Linked DNA regions of Sus scrofa: region 1 is linked to region 2. The links are chromatin contacts, called in public HiChIP or PLAC-seq maps. All regions are on one chromosome and are shown on one strand. Each heading gives the region's core, a stretch centred on a gene start, on an enhancer-like site or on the middle of the called end of the contact. The rest is flanking DNA. Distances are from core to core; before and after follow the strand shown. Region 1 holds the start of CCS (copper chaperone for superoxide dismutase). Region 2 holds the start of RBM4 (RNA binding motif protein 4).

The links. HiChIP or PLAC-seq counts read pairs in DNA pulled down with a chosen protein or histone mark.
Region 1: an H3K27ac HiChIP or PLAC-seq map of skeletal muscle shows a contact between it and region 2. The contact joins the promoter of CCS here to the promoter of RBM4 in region 2. A contact is called at or near these places in 4 of 47 Hi-C or Micro-C datasets (embryonic fibroblasts, epiblast stem cells, heart right ventricle and 1 more) and 2 of 2 datasets of contacts at active chromatin or transcription factors (alveolar macrophages and skeletal muscle).

What each region holds. Positions count from the first base shown.
Region 1 is chr2:5,831,524-5,834,852 of Sscrofa11.1, forward strand. CCS (copper chaperone for superoxide dismutase) reads right to left here and starts at 1,740. Exons shown (of 8, transcript NM_001001866.1): 1 at 1,699-1,740; 2 at 1,283-1,355. The coding sequence starts at 1,737. CCDC87 (coiled-coil domain-containing protein 87) reads left to right here and starts at 1,908. Exons shown (of 1, transcript XM_003480670.4): 1 at 1,908-3,329. The coding sequence starts at 1,999.
Region 2 is chr2:5,781,506-5,785,142 of Sscrofa11.1, forward strand. It overlaps RBM4 (RNA binding motif protein 4), which reads right to left and starts at 1,675. Exons shown (of 2, transcript NM_001123187.1): 1 at 1,264-1,675. The coding sequence starts at 1,675.

The DNA.
Region 1 (3,329 bases), core at 490-2,989, 50 kb after region 2:
AAAGAGGGGATTTGAACCCAAAACAGTCTGACTTTGGAGCACACGCCGCCTAATACTGATGACACACTGCCGCCTCGCACAGAGCCAAGTGCCACCGCTGTCCTCAGAGCCCATCACATCTCATCTCCTGCTCTTCACAGCACAAAGCCTGTGTGTTCATCTTCCCTGAGGGCAGGGGCTGTGCCTGAAACACCTGTCAACCCTCCTCCCTTAGAAGCCCCCAGTATCTGGTCTATACCTGCTGAAGGACTAGATAAATCTTTTTTTTTTTTTTTTGTATTTTTGCCATTTCTTGGGCCACTCCCATGGCATATGGAGATTCCCAGGCTAGGGGTCGAATCGGAGCTGTAGCCGCCAGCCTACACCAGAGACACAGCAACGCGGATCCGAGCCGCATCTGCGACCTACACCACAGCTCACGGCAACGCCGGATCCTTAACCCACTGAGCAAGGGCAGGGACAGAACCCACAACCTCATGGTTCCTAGTTGGATTCGTTAACCACTGAGCCACGATGGGAGCTCCAGGACTGGATAAATCTTTAAGAGAATCAAAGGCAGGCAGTTTCCAGGGCCATGCTGGTGGCTCTGCCTTCACAGATCTTTCCAACTGTGCCAAGTAGACACCAGACCAGTTAGCTGGCTTTTAAGAATCAGAGCCACCTGGAATGGAACATGGCCAGGGCAGCTGTTTACTCTGTCAAGAACTCGCTGTTGGAGTTCCTGTCGTGACTCAGCAGAAACGAATCTGACTGGCATCCTTAGGGACAAAGGTTCGATCCATGGCCTCGATCAGTGGGTTGAGGATCCAGTGTTGTCATGGGCTGTGGTATAGGTTGCAGATCTGGTGTTGCTATGGCTGTGGTTGTGGTGTAGGCTACAGCTCCAATTCGACCCCTACCCTTGCATGGGGACCTCCATATGCCGCAGGTGCAGCCCACAAAAGGAAAAAAAAAAAAAAAATCACGCTGTTTCTCAAACAAGAACTGCCTGTTTTCCAGGGAACATCCCCTGCAGGGGGCTATGCTCTGTCTACCTCCTCACTCTCCAGGTACCTGAGGTTTAAGACACCAGTGGGGCAGCCAATTAGAGGCAGTAGAAGAATCTGGCTGGGCAAGCCTGAGCCCTGCACTCCAGCCTCCGCCTCTGGTTCTCTGAAAACACTCTCTCCCCAGGCTTCAATTTCTGTATCTGTAAATGGGAGTAGGGTTGGTCTAAGAGAGCTTCCTGTCCCTCCCAGAGGCCTCCAGACTGGAAGAAAAGTTTTTCGGATCTGGCTCTTACCAGCCACCCCTTGCAGGCTCCTGCTCACCGCGTCCACACAGCTCTGACAGGTCATCTGCACCGCGAACTCTAACTGCAAAGGTAGCAGGAACGGGTCGATAAGAGCTGGGAAATTCCTTCTTGCGTGATTTTGTTTCACTATCTCCCCTATGACCACCCCCAAAGGCCTGGAGTAACGGCGCCCCACGTGATTCCTCCTCAAGCTCCTTCATTATCACTCACGATCATTTCAGGACCAACACCCACCCCCCAACATTAACGCCAAGGGCTCTGTTGGTCTCACATTCCAGTTTCGAGCTGGGGCCCCAGGCCCCAACCCAGGCGTCCGCTCCTTCCCCCATTCTCAAGTTAACGATCACCCCAGACGCCGAGGCTCTGTGCTCTGCGAGGTCCCCACACGAGGCCTCGACCCTCACCATGCAGGCAGTCTCGCGGTCCCTCGAGTCCGATGCCATCCTGGACCCAGGCACCTGCCGAAGGACCCGTTCTGTCCGGGTCGGCAGGCACCAACCCAGAACAGCGCCGCGGGGAGGCGGAGCCCGGGAAGACGCTCCTCGCCCCGCCTCCTGGTGCGCACGCAAACAAGGCACCGCGCCTCCCCACCCACCACCAGGCTGCGGCGGGCATGGGCCGCGCAGGCGCACTTGGGCATCCGGGCCATCGTTGCCTCAGCAACCGCCAGCTCCGCCTGCCGGGCCCGGGATGCCAGCCCTGAGATGGAGCCCAATAAGCCGGAGCCAGAGCTCCAGAGGTTTTACCACAAGTTGCTGCGTCCGCTGTCGCTCTTCCCCCGCAGGGCGACGCACACAGAGTCTGAGAAGCGCCTCCCGAAGGAGGTCCCCATGCTGCTGCCCCTGCCCTTCTCCCGACTGACCGTGGCGTCCCTCTGCCGCCAGGTAACGGAGCGGCTGGCCAGCAGCGGGCTGGAGGCGCGCGCGCCTGCGAAGGTACGACTCTGTTTCACCCAGGTCATCCTGGACGAGCTAAAATGCAGCTGGCAGGAGCCCCCCGCGGAACCTGGTCTGAGCCACTTGGACAATCAGAGGCTGCGGAAGCGGCTCCTGGTCTACGTGCTGCTCAGCAGCGAGCTGCTCTTCGTACGCTCCCTGCACCTTCAGAAGATGCTGTCGACACCTGCAAGTGTCTTCACTGAATCAGCCACGCTCACCCGGTTGGCCGCCAGCCTCGCCAGGGAATGCACAATCTTCCTCACCAGCCCCGACGTCTACCGTGGGCTGCTCGCTGACTTCCGCGCCCTGTTGAAGGAAGAGCAGGCCCAAGCCCGCAGGTCCAGGCTGCGCCCGGGCGGCTCCCCTGAGGCTTTCAGGCTCTGCCCTATCCCGTGGTATGAGAGCCCTAGCTTTGCCCAAGTGCCGAATTTCAACCTCAGCCTGAACGATCTCATCCAGCTCAGCCGCCCGCGAGAGTCTGTCAGTGAGCCTGAACTGGATCCGGTAAAGGAACTGAAGTCCATTCCCCAGCTGAAGAAGAGGAAGCCTCTCCGCTGGCTGTCCTCCGTGCAGAAGAAGAGAGAAAGCAACTTGGGTTCTCCACAGCCTGCGTCCCTGCCTGCGTGCTCTGCGGCTCCCCCCAGCCGGACTCCCGCCCCCTCCCACTTGCCCCTCTCCTTCCAGCTCCAGAGGGGCCAGTCCTTGCCCTCCCTACGTGAGGGCTGGAAGCTAGCAGATGAGTTGGGTCTTCCTCCGCCCTCTCCTCGACCCTTAACCCCGCTGGTCCTGGTTGCAGAGAGCAAACCTGAGCTGGCAGGGGACACAGTGGCTGAGGACCTGAAGCAGATAATGAGGAACATGGAATTGCATCGGACCCGCTGCTCACTGGTGGACTCAGGCCTGCCCCCGCTCCTGGGGGCCCTGACCTACCGCCCTCGCCCAGGACACCACATGGAAGAGCTGCAGAGAATGTTGAAGGGTCTGGAGGAGAATGAAGCGGCTGGGCAGCGCCCCCCCACGCCCCCTCCACTTGAAGCACAACCGGTGACTGTTACTTTGAAGCTAAGAAATCAGGTGGTCCAGGCAGCCGCTGTACA
Region 2 (3,637 bases), core at 425-2,924:
TCCCAATTAAGTTGTTGACGCAAACTAATTCTCAACTTACCAATTAAAAAAGAAAAACAAACTAGACCTGAGAGACCTGTGACATTATTTCTTAGCAAAGCACAGCCAATACCCATGACACAGGGCACCCATTAACTTAAGAGAATGATGATCAGACTTCCAGGTCTAAGAAGGTTCAAGTTAAGAGAAGTAAATACCAAAGATGGCAGCAATGACTCTTAACAATTGAGTGTTGCTCAGGAGAAGGAGCAGCCACTGCCTTGTCTGGGCTAAAAAAAATATGTTAAAAATGTAACAAGGCATTGTGGGAATACCCCAAAATTTAGTAGTAGTTACACCAAAAGAGAAAGGCTTTTTTGACACTGGAAATCCAAAGTGAGTGAAAGAAGAGTTAGCAACTCACCATGGTTACCACCCCCTTCACTACTGCCACTCTGGCCATAGGAACTTCGATCTTAAAGCAAGAAAATAAAATACCTTCCAAATGAACTATCTATCCATAGTATCACTCATGCTCCCTTCCAGGCACACTAATAATTCATCTAACAAGGCTCCAAGACAACACCCATCCAAATGCTCTATTCACCAAGGATATTGAACCAGTCAAAAGGTATTGTCATCACTGCCCCCCAACTCAGAAACTCCTGAGATTAGCCTCAATTCTAAAGTGTTCTCATCCTCCAATCAGAACCTCTTAGTACAAGTGTAACAGAAAAACAGTAAGTACTATAGCTCTTAAAGACACTAGTTCTCTAAAAACTAGTTTAACAACTAATTACATTTACTGGGAAGCTGTAATTGGGATGAGGTGGGGAGTTTAACAGATAATCTTAACTCTTAAATAACATCGCTTAAGCCAGCTTTTGCCAGGTCCTCCAAATGCAAAATAACATGTGCTAAAGCAATAAATTTCAGAGTGGACCACTGCTATACGCTCCACTCAAAAAAAAAAAAAAAAAAAAAAAAAGACGACGACAAAACAACTAAAGAACTCTTCAGAGAAAAGGATTTCTGCACTAATAGGCATAAAAGCCTAGGGGCTCCAAACTATAGCCAAGTGGTTCTTCTCCTAGACTTGATTTGCTCTAAGTAAAGCCTCTAAACCACATGCTTTCTCCATTTTAAGTCCATCACCCACACTTAATCTTCACCATTAGCCTGCCAACAGCTGTATCTCTATCCTAGACCTCTTCCTTTACTTATCCAACCTATCTTCTACACAAAAACTTGTGCTCAGTCCTCTTCCCAAAGAGGGTGGTTCACCTTGAAACTCTGTGTTGTCAAGGCCTCTGATGGCCTCCACTGCATCCTCTGCCCGCTCCATGTGTACGAAGGCATAATCTTTCACGATGTCACATTCGATGACTGGACCGTACTCCTCAAATTTGGCCCGAAGCTCTTTGTTGGTGCAAGTAGGACTGATGTTGCCTACGTGCAACTTTGTGGAGGTTTTGCTCTTATTCTTGCTGGCTTCCACGTTGATGTTCACCCCGTGCAGCTTGTAGTGGTGCAGGTTGCGAATGGCATCCTCGGCCGCCGTCTTGTCCTCTATGTGTACAAAGCCGTAGTTCTTAATGATGTCACATTCCAGCACCTTCCCATACTGCTCGAACAGTGAGCGGATCTCCTGCTCTGTGGCCTCCCGGGGCAGGTTTCCAATGAACAGCTTCACCATCTCGGACACAGCCTAGGCGAGAAGAAACAAAAATTCTAACAAAAGACCTCAGGCCCACATCAGTTACCAATTTCGGTCTGACAAATATTGCCAGTTTTCCCCCTCTAACACACTTCACACGCACACCTCTACAACATCATCAAAAGGAAATGGAAATAAGGAGGCCCGTTAGACTTCCAGCTGTGGAACCTATAAAAACATGAAAGCATCTATAACAGAGCTCTTTAGTAGACATAGACAAAGGATTTGCTAAGAGTTTCGTAGTTCTTCCAAACGGGAATGGAAACGAAAAGTGAGGGCATAAATGTAGCCCGGGGGGGTGGTGTTACTGGGCTTCCTATCCACTGTAAAAAAGAAATCTCTAACTACCCTGCTAGCTGGATTGACCGTCTGAAATTATGAACTGGGTCGTCTTCTCATAACCAAAGAATTAGCCACCATTTCCGGAAAATTGGACCTTGTAATAGCTACGTTTTAGGGCTTCCCTTGGAAGCAGTGAACCGGTGCCTTAGGCCGGAGACCGAAGCGTTCGGGGACCACAGGAAGTGCTGGAGCGGGGAACGCCTCTCTAGGGGCGCCGTCCTACAAGCTCCTGCAGAATAGAGAAACGCATGGCCGGAGAAGGGGGCTTCAGACTCACCAGCCGGCCAACGTCTCGAGGCTTGAGAAATTCTCGAAAAAGGATCTTAATTTCTAAGTCTAAGGGAAGCGCGGTTATCTCCGTGGAAACCACGAGGCTGTAAGCCAGGCAGAGAGGGCTAGGTGGGGAGAAGGCAAGGTATTCTCTGAGGAGATCGTGGGGGAAGGGCTGCTTCAGGCTTACCGCGCAATGCCGAGCACCGAGGTCGTCTCTCAGTGACGGGTGCGGAGGCCACAACCCCACTAGGACAGCCCTGAGGCGCAAAGAAGGAGTTAAGATTTAACGAGACAAAAGAAAGGCAGTGGAGGGGTTCGGAGTCGCTCACCCGCACGAAAATCAGCAGGGGCTCTTCCTCGCGGCGCGGACGCTCCTGACAAAACGCTAAAATGGCGGCGGCCGCAGAAGTGACTCTGGGTAGAGGGAGGTGAGCCTATCACAGGATTGGCTGCTCAATAAAGTAAAAGGCAGGCGTTCCCGTAGATCCTCTTCCTGATTGGTTACCACGAATGCCAATTACCTGAGGCCGGGAAGAGGTGTAAACGTCAGTAACCCCGAAGCGTTTAGACGAAAGCCAATGAGCACCTCTCTCGAGAAGCCGAAGTCATTGATTGGGTGAGAGGTCGGCGTGAAGGCGGAACTACCAACGTGGGCTTCGCTGGCGGGGTTCCGCCCGCCATTAGGCGGAGCGAGTTAGAGCTCTGGTGTGGCGGTGTTTAGCTTCATGGCGCCAACTTTGTCAAGCTTCCACATCTCGCCAATCCACGTGCGCTCCGTTTTGCCTTCTCCTCCAAATTTAAACTCCCGAACACCAACCCCTTGCAGCCACGATGCTGCGGATGGTAGCTTACGCAGACCCAGAAACCAGGTAAGAAAACAGCGTCCCACCTAAAAAAACCAGCCTCCTCCTTTGGCCAAGAATTTACACCGGATCCCGGAGCAAACCCCGAATTGAAACTATTTTCATGGGTGGTAAAAGGAACGCTTAACGGGTTCAGCTTCAATTAGGGTATAAAGTCCCCGAGGCGGGCTCGGTTGAGGGCTGCATCACTCGGGAGGCACCGTGGAAGCAAGTTCCCTGGGGGAACCAACCTCCCAGGGTCCAAGACGAAGAAAAGACTCCTCTGTGTGACCGTGGAGATCGAGCAAACACCCCCACCCTGCCCTGAGGAAAAAACTGGAGCAGAAAAGTTTTTTGCTTTATTTTATTGGGCGCCATCAACCAAAGCTGTAGGTTTATAACTCCTAGAACCGATCTTAGAGGGAAGAGCCTAATCACAACCAGCTATAAGCAAAATACAGTAACAGCACTCTGGATCCAGAGT